Regions from separate parts of the Triticum aestivum genome. Here region 2 is linked to region 1. A link is a contact called in public Hi-C data. All regions are on one chromosome and are shown on one strand. Each heading gives the region's core, a stretch centred on a gene start, on an enhancer-like site or on the middle of the called end of the contact. The rest is flanking DNA. Distances are from core to core; before and after follow the strand shown. Region 1 holds the start of LOC123181583 (syndetin). Region 2 holds the start of LOC123181585.

Evidence for each region. A called contact is a pair of places that touch in the nucleus more often than the background predicts.
Region 2: a contact with region 1 is called in a Hi-C map of leaf, with 3 times the contacts expected there. The contact joins the promoter of LOC123181585 here to the promoter of LOC123181583 in region 1. A contact is called at or near these places in 3 of 5 Hi-C or Micro-C datasets (all in leaf) and 1 of 1 datasets of contacts at active chromatin or transcription factors (leaf).

What each region holds. Positions count from the first base shown.
Region 1 is chr1D:298,569,917-298,577,126 of IWGSC CS RefSeq v2.1, reverse strand. It overlaps LOC123181583 (syndetin), which reads right to left and starts at 5,940. Exons shown (of 25, transcript XM_044593881.1): 1 at 5,439-5,940; 2 at 5,172-5,339; 3 at 5,014-5,088; 4 at 4,604-4,682; 5 at 4,290-4,354; 6 at 4,115-4,204; 7 at 3,718-3,807; 8 at 3,366-3,452; 9 at 3,127-3,210; 10 at 2,902-3,021; 11 at 2,609-2,637; 12 at 1,881-2,013; 13 at 951-1,391; 14 at 1-393. The coding sequence starts at 5,699.
Region 2 is chr1D:298,777,506-298,784,421 of IWGSC CS RefSeq v2.1, reverse strand. LOC123181585 reads left to right here and starts at 5,554. Exons shown (of 10, transcript XM_044593883.1): 1 at 5,554-5,805; 2 at 5,886-6,010; 3 at 6,220-6,324; 4 at 6,409-6,500; 5 at 6,620-6,694; 6 at 6,792-6,861. The coding sequence starts at 5,646.

The DNA of each region.
Region 1 (7,210 bases), core at 4,691-7,190:
TTTTGTTTTCAATGTCCTACTGGGCAATTGACTATCTTCATCAATGAAATCAGCAAGAAGGTCTTCATTCTCTTCATCAAATGGTGAATTATTTCCATTGCCAACTGATGAGTTGAACAGCACATTGCCCTTCGGGGAGTCCGCGGAGCCATTCTCTAACTTGAAAGAAAATGGGTTCCCAATATTAAGCCAGGAAGCAAATCCATTGTTTTGCCTTCCTGTATTGGTTGCGATAGAATTTCCACGGAAATAATCTTTTGGCAAGGTAGAACTACCACTGGTAGGCGAAATCAGTGCAGCGCCATCACCAGTAAGTCCTGCTAAACTAATTATCTGACTAGCTTCAGCAGACATTATTGTCCAAGACTCCTTTTCCAGTACCATTTTAAGTGCCTGCCAAAAGAATCACAAAATGAAAACTATTAAAATGCCACACTGAAATAAAAGTCAACAATGACCATGCCATCAATAAAGTAAAATGCTGACGAGAGCAATCCATACAATACCAGAACACAAAACAGTAGTGAAACATAGCAAAGTATGTAAATGCCCCAGTTCATAATGCGGTTGTACTTGTACTGTTAAAAAACGAGCCGGGGGAGGGGGTGGATAGGGAAGCCTCAGGTTGTTTTATCAAAAGAGTGACAAGTGGATTTACTGTTGTACTGACTCAGGAAATTGATGCAAAGATAAACAGAAGCAGCTCGCATCGAGATCAGTCTACAACAGCAAATCCTGAAATACAATGGCTAAAACATTGGCACCATGTTTCTACAGAAACTACACTCTTTGCTCGATGCTATAGTTTCAACAGTGGTTTAATAACTTGACAGCACTCATGGAGTTTGCATAGTTGGATAAAGGTCTAGTGTGATAGTTTCCTTTTATCTGACCCGCAGAACAATTAATGCTTGTACTCCTAATAACTGAATAGTAGTCATTGGGCATACGTATATATTTTGCCGGTGAAAGGTCACTATGTAGTTCAAACAGACTGTCTTCAGCTTCTGTCGGAATTCGCTAGCTTCAAACCCACAAAATGCTTCACCGGCCAAAATAAATATTGTGAGATCTTCATAGTTCTTCAGAAATTGGTATATGCTAGTTGAAGAAACAGCTGAACAAGCCAGTAAAACAGACAGGCGACTTGTTGCCAGTTGCCAAAGATTTCTCCGCCCCCTTTCAAATGTATATGCAACAAGTTTTGTAGCATCTTTCCTCAGTTGATAGAATGGAGCATCTGTTCCTGATGTGCTAGCATCAGGATTACTGACAGAAGATGGCATCCTGTCGCTCTTCGTGGCAGCAACATCATCCTGATTGACTACTGCACTTGAATGGCTTCTTCCTGTATCAGCTGAAGTTCCACTTGCACTCTGAGATGTGTTATTCTGAAGAGAAGAAAACACAGGTTCCATTAATAACAAACATTCAAATCAGAATTGTTAAGAACTCAACCAAAATATTTCATCAGATTTAGATGCAAATATATGGGAAGATAGATCAAACTAGATTTGATTTACTTCATACTGAGATCAGGTCGACTGGCAACATATATGAGTTTTATCAACTATCAGTTCCATAAACAGGGAAGAGTTTAAAAAACTGTTGACATTTGACACCTGTATATAAGAAGCTTCTTCAGCTGGAAGTTCCTACGGCATCACATATACAATCAATAACGCAGAAAGTTCTAATTTGTAGTTTTTCATAATGGTTTACACTTACATAGAAATGGATTCACCAATTCTAGTACAAACATGATTCAGAAGGCAAGTCCAAATACGAATTGTACTTGCTTATGAGGCTGCCATTAATCTAGACACACCATCAAAATTTCAAGAAAAAAATTTGACTGCACACCTATAAAAAAAAGTTACCTTTGCTTCTGGGCAAAAGCTCATAATAGCATAATATGACCGCATCAATGAAAATATGCTCTCAAGAGTTTTTAACAAGCAGGGGCGGAGTTTGGACTCAGGAACTTGAACACAAAGATCACTATATGTAAATCTGCAGAAAATAAACATCAGTGGAGTGAGTACTCAAGAGAAACTTGAATAGTGTCCGGTTTTATATTGGAGTATCTAGCCCACAAGATTCCCTCAAAAAAACTAACGTGAGTTTATCTGTAAAATGACACAAATGATAGGACACATTTACATACATCTTATACTGCTTTAGATGATTGGAAACGGTCGGTCAGTGTATGGCAACATGGACTGGGTTGGTACACCACTATTCTAGCAGAGAAGGGACCATGATTTTCCGCAGAAACTGCAGCACTCGAGACAATAGCATGCCAACATATGAAGCTCTAATTTTTCAGTAAATCAATCCCAGTGTAAGATGTAAATTGTGAAACATAATCCTTTTAAGTTAATACTTCCTTCGTTCCAAAATAGATGACCCAACTTTATACTAACTTTGTACTATAGTTATTATAAAGTTGAGTCATCTATTTTGGGACGGAGGGAGTACTTTGGTTTGCCAAAAAAAATCGTCCAAGGCTGATAAAATTCACCCATCCATATGTACGGAAAACAGTGTAAGTTCTATTTAATCTTAGTGCAATGAAAAGAACAAACATAAGGTGCTAAATACATACCTATTTCTCTGCGTATTGTTTCCCACCTCCTGCAATATTAGAGAAAATAGTACGTTATGGAAAGAGCTGTCATATTGCACAACAACCCAAGTGAGCAAAAATACATTACTACATAACTTCGACTGCAAGTCAATCTACTCTTATCTGGACCAAAGCAATCTACTAGACCTAGACTAACAGGAAACCATAATAACCCCTAAAAAATATGGCATGTGAAGAAGTTAACAGTAAAAGAGTGTATGAACAGCAAGAGTATAGCAAGAAAGAATATGCCAATAAATCAAATGTGATACCTCTTCCAACATTTCCTTCAGGACAATATGTGTTCGAGAGAGTACTTCTTGCAAAAAGAAACTCTGCATCTTTTCAGCCATGCCACCAATGTCACCCATCAATGCGAATGCATCAATCACCTATAATTCAGAGTTAATCGTTAAAAGGATATAATTCAAGAAAGTTAGCAAAAAATATAACCAACCCAAGAAAGCATACAAATTAATGGCCAGGTAAATACTCACGGTTAGATAGCTTTCTTCACTGAAGGTCTGACAGACTCCCAGTAAATGGTTGTCCAACTTTCTGATTGTCCTTGCTAACCATGCCTGCAGGGCAGAAATACCATCATCAGAATATAAATATAAAAAATAAAACAAACGAAGTGAGAAATGCAGATGACTCCATCGAATTTGATGGTGCTCAAGAGTTTTGTTTCTCTGAATAACCCAACAGAAAACCATGGGATGAATGCCACAATTACCTCAATCCCTCGTCCCATTTCTTGTATGGCAGAAAGGCCTGAATAGTTCTCCAAGATTTGCAGATACTCTGGTAATAATTGAAATGCCTGCGACCATCAGTAAGGTATCATAAGGAAACTAACATAATTTGGACGAAAAATATGGATTGCCATACACATAGCAAACACACATCACTAGGGTCATTTAAGTGGAGTAACAAACAACCCTCATTCCAAAATGTGATTATGGGGTTGAAAACTACTGTAGTAAGATTGTGAAATAAAGATTATGCAGATATCTATCTTGAGTAGAGAAGAAGATAAACAACGAACTAGAGCAAATTAGAAGTGCTCATGGCCAAAATCAGCCTACCTGAAAGTAATTTTCTTTCTCAACAAAAGTTTCTAGCTCCATTTGCATATCTTGAGCATGTCGAAGTTCTGTAAGAACAGGAAGAACATCCTGCATTACACAAAAACTAAACCTTTTTATGTATAGATCCTCAATTCTACGTATCTAGAGCTAGCTGTAGTGAAAGAGATATAGCATTTAAATTTAACAATGCATTAAACATTTATAACTCCATCTTAAGAGTTAACACCATGATAGGCAAAGGAAGTGTTGACCTAGGAGTTAAACACACCAAGAACCTCATCTTATAATAGAATTAAAATGGCAGCTCAGTGATCTTTATGAACAGCCTAGGGACAATCACCAAGCCTATCCAGTTAACGCAGAACATACAGATAAAACAACAGCAGGCACCTACCAACAAAGCTTGTTTTTTCTTTGATTTTACATTGACAACCAGATCCCTTGACACCTCATTCTTGGAAGAGGATATGTGCCTTCGACCGTTCTGAAATAATAATTAATTCATAAGGACCAGATACCCATGAGGGGTAAAATAATGTTTGCAAGGAGAAATTTTCGTGAGGTAATACCATGCAGATCACATTTGCAACCTTTAAGTCTTGTTCTAACTCCATCACTAACTGCATCCCCTTCACTGGCCAAAAATTAGTATCAGAAATCTGGTTTTCGTTAAAGGCGACGTTTTGGTAGCATATAATACATATGTCTATTAATCATAACTAAAAGGGCTTAAAAACCTAAACATGTCAAAGGAGAAGCACCCATCGAATGGATCAGTCAAAGACAAAATTGCAAAGGAATTCAATTGAAATATATCCTATAACGTGCAGAGAAATAGAAAACTAATCAACGAAGATATTGTACAGTCTGATCGGACACATACCCATTTCTTCATGGTGACCCATAACATGATGAGACAATCGTTCTGCAATCTTGTCGAGCTGCGCTAATCTCAAAGTAGACTGCAAAAATGAAATGTGCATCGTTAAAAAAAAAAGAGGAAAGTGTTAATGTGGTAACAGAAGTGCACATTAATAGAGAGAACTGAACTTTTGGTGGCGATTGTCAAATATATTCATGGATAACTAGAATGATAGGAATGACAAAAGGGAGTCGGTTTCCTCTACAGAGGGCATAAGTTGCATTCATAAGGCAATTACTTCCGAAACTGTCATTAACATATCCGCACTGGTATGCGTGCAAATGTCACTCAGAAGAATGGTCTACATAAGTTTGTACATAGCATGCACTGTGGTGATAATGACTTGAGGTGATTATAACTGGCACACTGACCTGCTTATCGAAATAGGTGGCGTCACCAGCTCCTTCCGAAATATTTGCCAGAATGTACTTTATGGGGTCGAATTCCTGCACATAATTCGAACTCAAAAGCATCAAGCCCAACTGGCACAAAGCGGCAGCACCCACACCTCGAAAAATGCAGCACCAACCTCCTCATAGAACACCTCCTCGAGCTCACCCACGGCGGGCCCCTGCGGGTTGCTCCCGTAGATCGAGACCAGGTCCTCCGAATTGGACGGCAGGTTGATCCTCTCGTGCGGTGGCAGCCCGGCGATCGCGCGCGCAGCGGCCGCGGCTGCGGCAGCTCGAGCTGGAACCTACAGGCGCACGGCACAATGATGAGCAGCCAACCACTATCGCCGGATCCAACACGGGGCGACGGGAGGGAGGGAGGGAGGGGTGGAGCAGCACGATACCTCGGGGCGGGAAGGGACAGGGGCTGGGGTCGGGGGGATGAGGCCGAGGGAGCGCGCGGAGCGGACGGAGCTGAGGAGCCTCTCGCCGACGCGGGAGAGGTCCATGCCGCCGCCCTGGATCAGGAGCAGGGGCAGGAAGACGAGCGGCGAGGGCCCCGACTCGAAGAGCTCGCCGCCGCCGCCGCCGAAGAGGGAGGGGGAGGCGGAGGAGGAGGAGGAGGAGGCCGATGGCGCGGAAGGCGGCGGCGCGTCGCCCCGCATCTCAGCGGCTCCGCGCCCCCTCGGCGCGGCGGGGGACCATGGGAGGGAGCGCCGCCCGCGGCAGCTCCCAGATCCGCGCGCGGGTTAGGGCTCGCCCCGCGCGTCGTCGGTGGGCTGGATCGCGCGGGGGAGAGGACCGGGTGGTTGGTCGGTCGGTCGGTCGCGTGGCTCCTGTGTGTCTGCGTGTGTTGGAGTGGGGGAGAGGACGCACGGTACGGGGCTGGAGGAGAAGAAAGAGCGTTGAGGTAATAGGCGAGACGAGGAAGGGGATGAACTGGTTTTTTTCTTGTTTCTCCGCGGCATTTTTCCATGGGGAAAGGTCGCCGTGTTTTCGGGTAGTCGCTTCGAATCACTATCTTGTGAAGTGTTCGGGTCATGTGTGTTGAACTGTCGATGAGTTTCCTTTTTCAGACCTCGTGTTTTTGCATGTGCACGAATAAACATACAAGTAATCCTATATACTAGTATTAAAATTGGCATTACGTTATTTTTATGGTTTTTATTTACTCCCTTGGTCCCAAATTACTTATCTTACTTTTATCTAGACACAGATGTATTTATTTTATGTTTTTTTATGGATCATGAGAATGGCATTGGTCTTGGTTGAGTTCTACCTTTTGCATGTTTAGGTATAAACCATCATAAATTTACTTATGCTCTGTTTGGATGTTGATATTCGGTGCCATGGAATTGAATTGGCCCCAATATCAAATCTCCGTGACTTTGATATTGACATTGAGCTCGAATTCTGTTGTTTGGATGTACACAGAATTGACACTTAGAATTTGCATGAGAGACTCAATTCTGAAGCTTGTTTGGATGGTCATTCTCTACATTGGAATTGTTGGTTTGTCATAGGCTGAATATTGTACATTGATGTAAAAGTTTAAAACTAAATTATATGCAATAGCAACACTTACACAAATACAACAATAATTAGGCATCAATTACCAACAAACTCTCTCTCTCTCTAACTCACACCCCCTCTCTCTCTGCACTAACCTGCAAAAGGTAAAAAAAAACAATCTCAAATTACTAGCACATGCGGGTGAGGATTAGGGGATTTGGTTTCTGTGTAGGATTAGGGAGGGGCTGGTTGCTAGAGGAAGAAGTAGCCATGGGGGAAGATCCCGCCGTGCCTTCTACCAAGGGAGGAGGGCGTGTGGTGGTGGGTCAAGCAGACGGCGGCCACAGGAACTAGGGCAAGGCAAAGCGAGCGAGCAGGGAGATGGGACGCGGGGTGGGTGAGGCGGACGCGCCTGAAGGTAGTCGTATGCGTGGGAGAAGGGGATCCGCCGGAGAGAAGAGAGAAGGAAGACAACGGAGAGGGATGACATGCGCCGCCGGGTGCACCGCGTCGCTCCTGTGTTTCCCTGCTCTCCCGCTCTCGTGTTCTTTTCCCTCGAGCACGGGCGAACCGGTAAGTGAGCGCTCGATCCCGAATATCAGCCAAAGTCGAGGTCGTGGCCTCTGAATTCAGGAATAGGTACGCGGGCCGCGAGAGTGGGCTA
Region 2 (6,916 bases), core at 4,305-6,804, 210 kb before region 1:
ATCAACCTCTCCTTCCCCCTTGCTGGATCAAGAAGGAGGAGACGTCGCTGCACCGTACGTGTGTTGAACGCGGAGGTGCCGTCCGTTCGGCACTCGGTCATCGGTGATTTGGATCACGGCGAGTACGACTCCGTCATCCACGTTCATTGGAACGCTTCCGCTCGCGATCTACAAGGGTATGTAGATGCACTCATTTCCCCTCGTTGCTAGTATACTCCATAGATGCATCTTGGTGAGCGTAGGAAATTTTTTAAAATTATGCTACGATTCCCAACACACAGTGCCCCTCAGCCTTTCTCTTTGCCTTTTCTTTTATTAAATTATGTTTCCCAATTTATTTTTATATTATTTTAGTTTTATTAAATATAAAACTAGCACCTAAAATAGTGTTATGAATTAGGCCACTGCCACAATTAGTTTGGCACCAAAATAAAATAGTTTAGAATTTTTATAATTTAAAAAGCAATTGAATTATTATTTAGGCCACTGTTTTGATTATTTTAAGGCATTAAAACACTTTATAAAATTTTGGTTCACCACCACAATTAGTTATAGAATATTTGCAACACTTTGAACACTTCTATTTTCATGTTTGCGAATTCCTTTATTTCACTTAAAATTTGAATTTGAATTCAAGTGGAATTTCAGATGAGATATTGATCAAAGGTGACTAAGCACTGTTTTAGCAAAATGATTAGCTTAACATCAGGGGTTACTGTAGCTCATTAGTACATGGGTGTTACATGTGTCTAGAGAGGGATTGAATGGACAATTCTAAAGTTATAGTCATGCTTTAGATGGTTGATGTCTACTACATAACTTGTTCTTGTAGACTCGTGTTGGGCCTCCAAGCGCAAAGTTTTGTAGGACAGTAGCAAATTTCCCTCAAGTGGATGACCTAAGGTTTATCAATCCATGAGAGGCGTAGGATGAAGATGGTATCTCTCAAACTACCCTGCAACCAAATAACAAAGAGTCTTTTGTGTCCCAACACACCAAATACAATGGTAAATTGTATAGGTGCACTAGCTTAGCGAAGAGATGGTGATACAAATGTAGTAATGATAGTAGATATTGATTTTTTGTAATAGGAACAATAAAAAACAGCAAGGTAGAAAGTAACAAAAGTGAGCACAAACGGTATTGCAATGCTTGAAAATGGGGCCTAGGGTTCATACTTCCACTAGTGCAATCTCTCAACAATGCTAATATAATTGGATCATATGACCATCCCTCAACGTGCGATGAAGAATCACTCCAAAGTTCTAATCTAGCGGAGAGCATAAGATGAAATCGTTTGCAGGGTGTGAAACCACCTCAAAGTTATCCTTTTCGATCGATCTATCGAGCTATTCCCATAAGTGTCACAAACAGCCCAAGAGTTTGTACTAAAATAACACCATATGATACACATCAACCAACTCTAATGTCACCTAGATACTCCAATGTCACCACGAGTATCCGTGAGTTGATTATACGATATGCATCAAACAAATTCAGATTCATAATACTCAATCCAACACAAAGAACTTCAAAGAGTGCCCCAAGATTTCTACCGGAGAAACAAAGACGAAAACGTGCATCAACCCCTATGCATAGATTACCCCAATGTCACTTCGGGAATCCGCAAGTTGAGTGCCAAGACATACATCAAGTGCTCTCAAATCCATAAAAATATTTAATCCGATAATAATGAAATCTCAAAGGTAAAACTCAATTCATCACAACAAGATAGAGAGAGGAAAACACCATATGATCCAACTATATTAGCAAAGCTTGCGATACATCAAGATCGTGCCAAATCAAGAACACGAGAGAGAGAGAGATCAAACACATAGCTACTAGTATAAACCCTCGGCCCCGAGGGTGGACTACTCCCTCCTCATCATGGTAGCCATGGGGATGACGAAGATGGCCTCCGGTGATTATTTCCCCCTCCGACAGGGTGCCGGAACAGGGTCTAGATAGGTTTTTCGTGGCTACAAAGGCTTGCGGTGGCGGAACTTTATATCTAGGGTTATTTCTGGGGGTTTATGTATTTATTGGATTTTTTGCATCGGTCTCACGCTAGGATGGGCTTCGAGGGGCCCACTACCCACCAGGGCGCGCCAGAGGGGGGTGGCGTGCCCTGGTGCCTAGTGGGCAGCAGCGGCCACCTCCAGTGGGTCTTTGCTCCAGTATTTTTCTTTTATTCCAAATAATTCTCCAAAAAGTTTTGTCCGATTTCGAGAACTTTTATTTCTGCACGAAAACAACACCACGGTAGTTCTGCTGAAAACAGCGTCAGTCCGAGTTAGTTCCATTCAAATCATACCAAAACTATATAGAATTGTTGTAAACATAGCATGAATACTTTATAAATTATAGATACATTGGAGACGTATCAATGGCCAGCTTTAGACTTTAAGCTACGGTTGCCTAAACACCCTAAAGCATGCAAGATCTAAGAAAAGTATGTGGAAGCGAAACTTGCAATAAATAAAGGAGCAAGGAAAGGGATAAAAAACAAAAGGTGTATCTATAGATCCGAATTGTTGGGACAATCATACGTCCTCGTTGGTGAAGGCTAGAACACAAAGTTGTAAGACCACTAATGTTGGGGGGATAAATAATAATTACCGCGAGACCCCATTTCCCAGCTAAGCACAGTCAAAGCTAATTATCAAGGCAAGAATGAGTTAACACAAGGCAAGCTACTGTCATGGTCAATAAGTTAACAAGGAGAAAAAAGATAAGAAGACGAGGTGGAAAGGCAAGAAGAATGAAAGAAGCCCTAGTGAAGCTTTAGTGTCCAAGCATAGAATCCCACCAAAGGTGGAGGAATGAGGGATTGGTCCATGACATGGCTAATTGAAAGGATCGAGAGGTCGACTAGAGGGTGGTGAATAGGAGACTACAAGTTTTAATCTTAACTTTCAAATTAGGCCAATGCAGATAAATTAGGTTCTCTAGATATGCAACTAGGTAAACACAACCTATATGGCAAGCAAACTCAAAACAAGGTATGCTAGGCAACAATACAATTAGCAAAGCCAACAAGCATACAAAGAAAAGTAAAGGATAGGGAAAATATTAACCACAAGTGAGTTGGGAACGTGTAATTTATTCCGAAGTTTACACTCTTTGGGGATGTTAATCTTCGTTGGAGCGGTTTGACACCAAAACTCCGGAATGCCACCAAGTGGCTCATTCTATTCTCCCTTTGAGTCATCCCCAACGGATAAGCCTCAAATCACTCGTGATTGTTCTTGAAGGCGACCACCACACCTTTACAAACTTTCTGGAGCACACGACAAGCAAGGAAGCTTCCGGGGGACCTCTACCACCCAAGATATCGAGCTCCAAGAGTAACAAGCTAAGAATGTGCATCGACTTCACCGACCTTAACAAAGCATTTTTGAAAGACCATTTCCTTGTGCCCCGCATAGTTCAGATCGTGGACTGCATAGTGGGGTGCGATCTTTTATGCTTCCTGGATGTGTATTTGGGTTACCATTAGATTCGCATGGCTAAAGAGGATGAGGAAAAACATCATTTATCACCCTTGTGAGGACTTTCTGTTACTTTTACATCCCCTTCGGCTTAAAAATCCTGGCCCACCATCAGCGGGCCATACGCATCGCTCTGGAGTCCCAACTAGGCCGCAACATAAAATCCTACTACGACCTCATCGTGAAGACCAAAGATCAAGCCAGACTCCTCAACAATCTTGTGGAAAACCTTGAACAACCTTTGGCACATTCTCATGAAGCTGAATCGGAGAAGTGAGTCTTCTGGATGCCCTCGGGGAAACTCCTTAGCTTCCTTGTATCAAGCAGAGGCATAGAGGCCAACCCCAAAAAGATCACCGCCACCGACCAAATGCGGCCACACACACGCCTCATGGATGTACAACGTCTCTCGGACTACATAGCTTCCTTAGGGAGATTCATCTCCAAGATTGGGGAATGAGGTCTACCCTTCTTCAAGCTCCTCAAGAAGTCGGCCCCTTTCAAGTGGACCTCAGCTGCCTAGCAGGCGCTACAAGGCCTCAAACAGTACCTCACTTCTCTACCGACCTGGTGGCTTCAAGACCTAAGGAACTGTTGTTGCTTTAGATCACGGCCACCCCCAAGTCGTGAGCGTCGTCTTGGTGGTGGAATGGGAGGAGACGCCGGGGCCCAAGCTCAGGTATGAGTCCCCAACGTCGCTTGCGTCGACTCAAGTTGCTGGGTCTGAGCTCGGGAAACTAAGCCTGAGCTCCTATCTAGCCCAGAGCTGATGTCAGAGCCCAAGCTCCCATCCCCGGATAGTGATAGGGGCAGATGCCATCCAACCGTAGACACCAAATGTTCACCCCATTTTAAACGATTCTTTTTTCAAAAAACGAATGAAATTCATGCCAAACCAAGTGATATTTGTTAATTTTTAATATCTTTACAACTACCAATCTCCTTGGAAAAGGAGTTGGGCCCGATTGATAGTGGGTGTGTGGGTGTTTCGATCTTGCGACCTAGTTGGGTCCATCCATCCATCCATAACAAGCGACGTGTGTGTAGCTTCTCTTAGGCCACGTGTCCTTAGTGTTGTGATGTGGGTTCTCGGGGGACATGGGAAACTAGGCTTTGTGGTCGGCGTGTGGGCGAACAGAGAGTGGCGAGGGTTTCTCTGTCGTTTTCTATTGTCATTGTCAGGGTGGCCGAGAGGGATGGGGTTTGATCGACGAGCGGAGAGGCTCGCCAGGCCGGTGGCCTTCTGTCGGTCTGCATGTCATTTCTTTTGTTTTGCTTGTTGAGGGAAGGCATATGTTGCCGTCTGCATCGGCTTCCTCCGCTTCGTGCCTAAAAAACAAAACCCACAACAAAAGGCGGCCCGACAAGGCGGTCTAGTGCGAGTCTATGTGGGCCGCTTGCACCGTTGCTATTCTTTCTGTCCACAAATATAAGATGTTTTGGTAATACAGACTGAAATGAGTGAACAAACACACTAAAAAGTATTTATATACATCCGATTCACAAGAAGTTACAACATCGTATATTGTACTGTACTCCCTCCGTCCGGATTTATTAGGCCCGTGAGCAGCCTCTGCACGTTCCTTCCTATTAGGCCCCATAATTAGGTATGCAATTAAGTCGCATTGCAAAAGTAGATTTTTACCTCGGTCTCACTCCTATTCATGCGCTGGATGGATAATCAAGATGAGAGAATCCGGGGCTCATAAATCTCACTACCATGCAACCAATGCATACACAGCATGCATGTCTAGGAGCAACCGCTGCAATTAATTACGGAGGGCAAACCATCCATGTCTGCCTTGGTTCCAGCGTTTTGGTCTTTGGGCCCAATAAACCCGGACGGAGGGAGTATTTGTGAACAGAGAGAGTAACAAACAAAGTCTGCTGATAGAATCGAGTTGCTTGTCCTGTTAAAAAATTCGAGTTGCTTGTGCCTCAAGTCTGATAAGTTTCTAGTGTGTGCGGTCAGCGATGGCGTCACATGCTGACCCCGAAGATCTTGATTGATTGAGTTTACACACACACCCACGTTGCTCTTAATAAATGCACAACTCAAGAAGCAATATTATCTGACAAGCTCAGCTCAGCTCGCCTCGGCTCATCTCACAGGTGTAGTGTACTAGAGACCGAAAACTTCACCCGTCAATCGCCATGGCGCTCAGCCTTCGCGCCGCCGCATCCCTCGCCGCCCCGCCGGCTCACCTGCGTCCGCGCCGACGGGCCACCTCTATGGTACGCGCCACTGTGTCCCCTCCTCCGGCGCTCGACAGCAGGCGGCGCCCGCAGAACGTGTCCGGCGAGTTCTTCGTCGGTGAGCTCCCTCATGCAGTCATGCTGATGCTGATGCGATCTCGTCCTCATCGTCCCAGCTGACGGGGTCTTGGTGTGCAGATCACCGGTGCATCGACTGCGCCACCTGCAGGTGGATGGCTCCGGAGGTGTTCAACAGAGTCGATGACCAGTCCGCCGTGGCGGCGCAACCCACCTCCGGGGAAATCAGAACCAAGGCACTGCAGGTAACATCTTTGACCACTGTAATTAAAATGCCTTCTTCGGTGTGCAACACCAGACAATAATTAACTGATGGTATTTCTCTCACCCAATCACCTAATTTAGTTCATAGTAATGCTTAATCCTCGTAAAGTTACTGGATTTCCTTCTTGTTCTATCAAAAATGATCAGTCACTGGACAACTAGATCATGACATTTCCATGTATGTTTGCAGGCCTTGCTCTCTTGCCCTACAGGCTCTATCCACACTGACAAGCCTACAAAAGACATTCTCCAAGTGCAGAACACATTCCCTCTCCCCATCGACGACGATCTTCCCGTATGTATAAACATTTTCATATATGTTCTCTCTTTTCTCAGTCTTTTAGCATAAAAATAATAAATTGTCTGCTTGTCTGTTCAGGGAGTTTACCTCTGTGGTTACCATTCTGAGAACTCATATGGAGCAACATCTTACCTTATAGTTCACCCGGAAGGGAACATAATGATTGACAGGTATATTCGCTGTCGATGTTCTGATAATTGACAAAATCAACTTATCAAGTCTCATTCAGAAACTACAATCGATTATATATATTAATTGTAGATTTTCTGATCATTTATTTTGTTCTCAGCCCAAGGTATACGCCGAAACTAGCGAACCAGCTTGAGAAGCTCGGCGGAGCACGTTACATGTTTCTGACTCACATGTATGTTCAGACTGACACGATTCTGTATTTATTTATGCGTTTACCGCCTTTTTATTTGGAAGATTGAAGATTGTCTATCTAACCTGTCATCAAACAGTGATGATGTGGCGGATCATCGGAAATGGGCCGAGCGGCTAAAGTGCGAGAGAATCATTCATTCAGGAGATGTAAGAGCCTTAAGCACAGAACTGCACCTTTCTCTCTTCATCCTTCTATACCCCA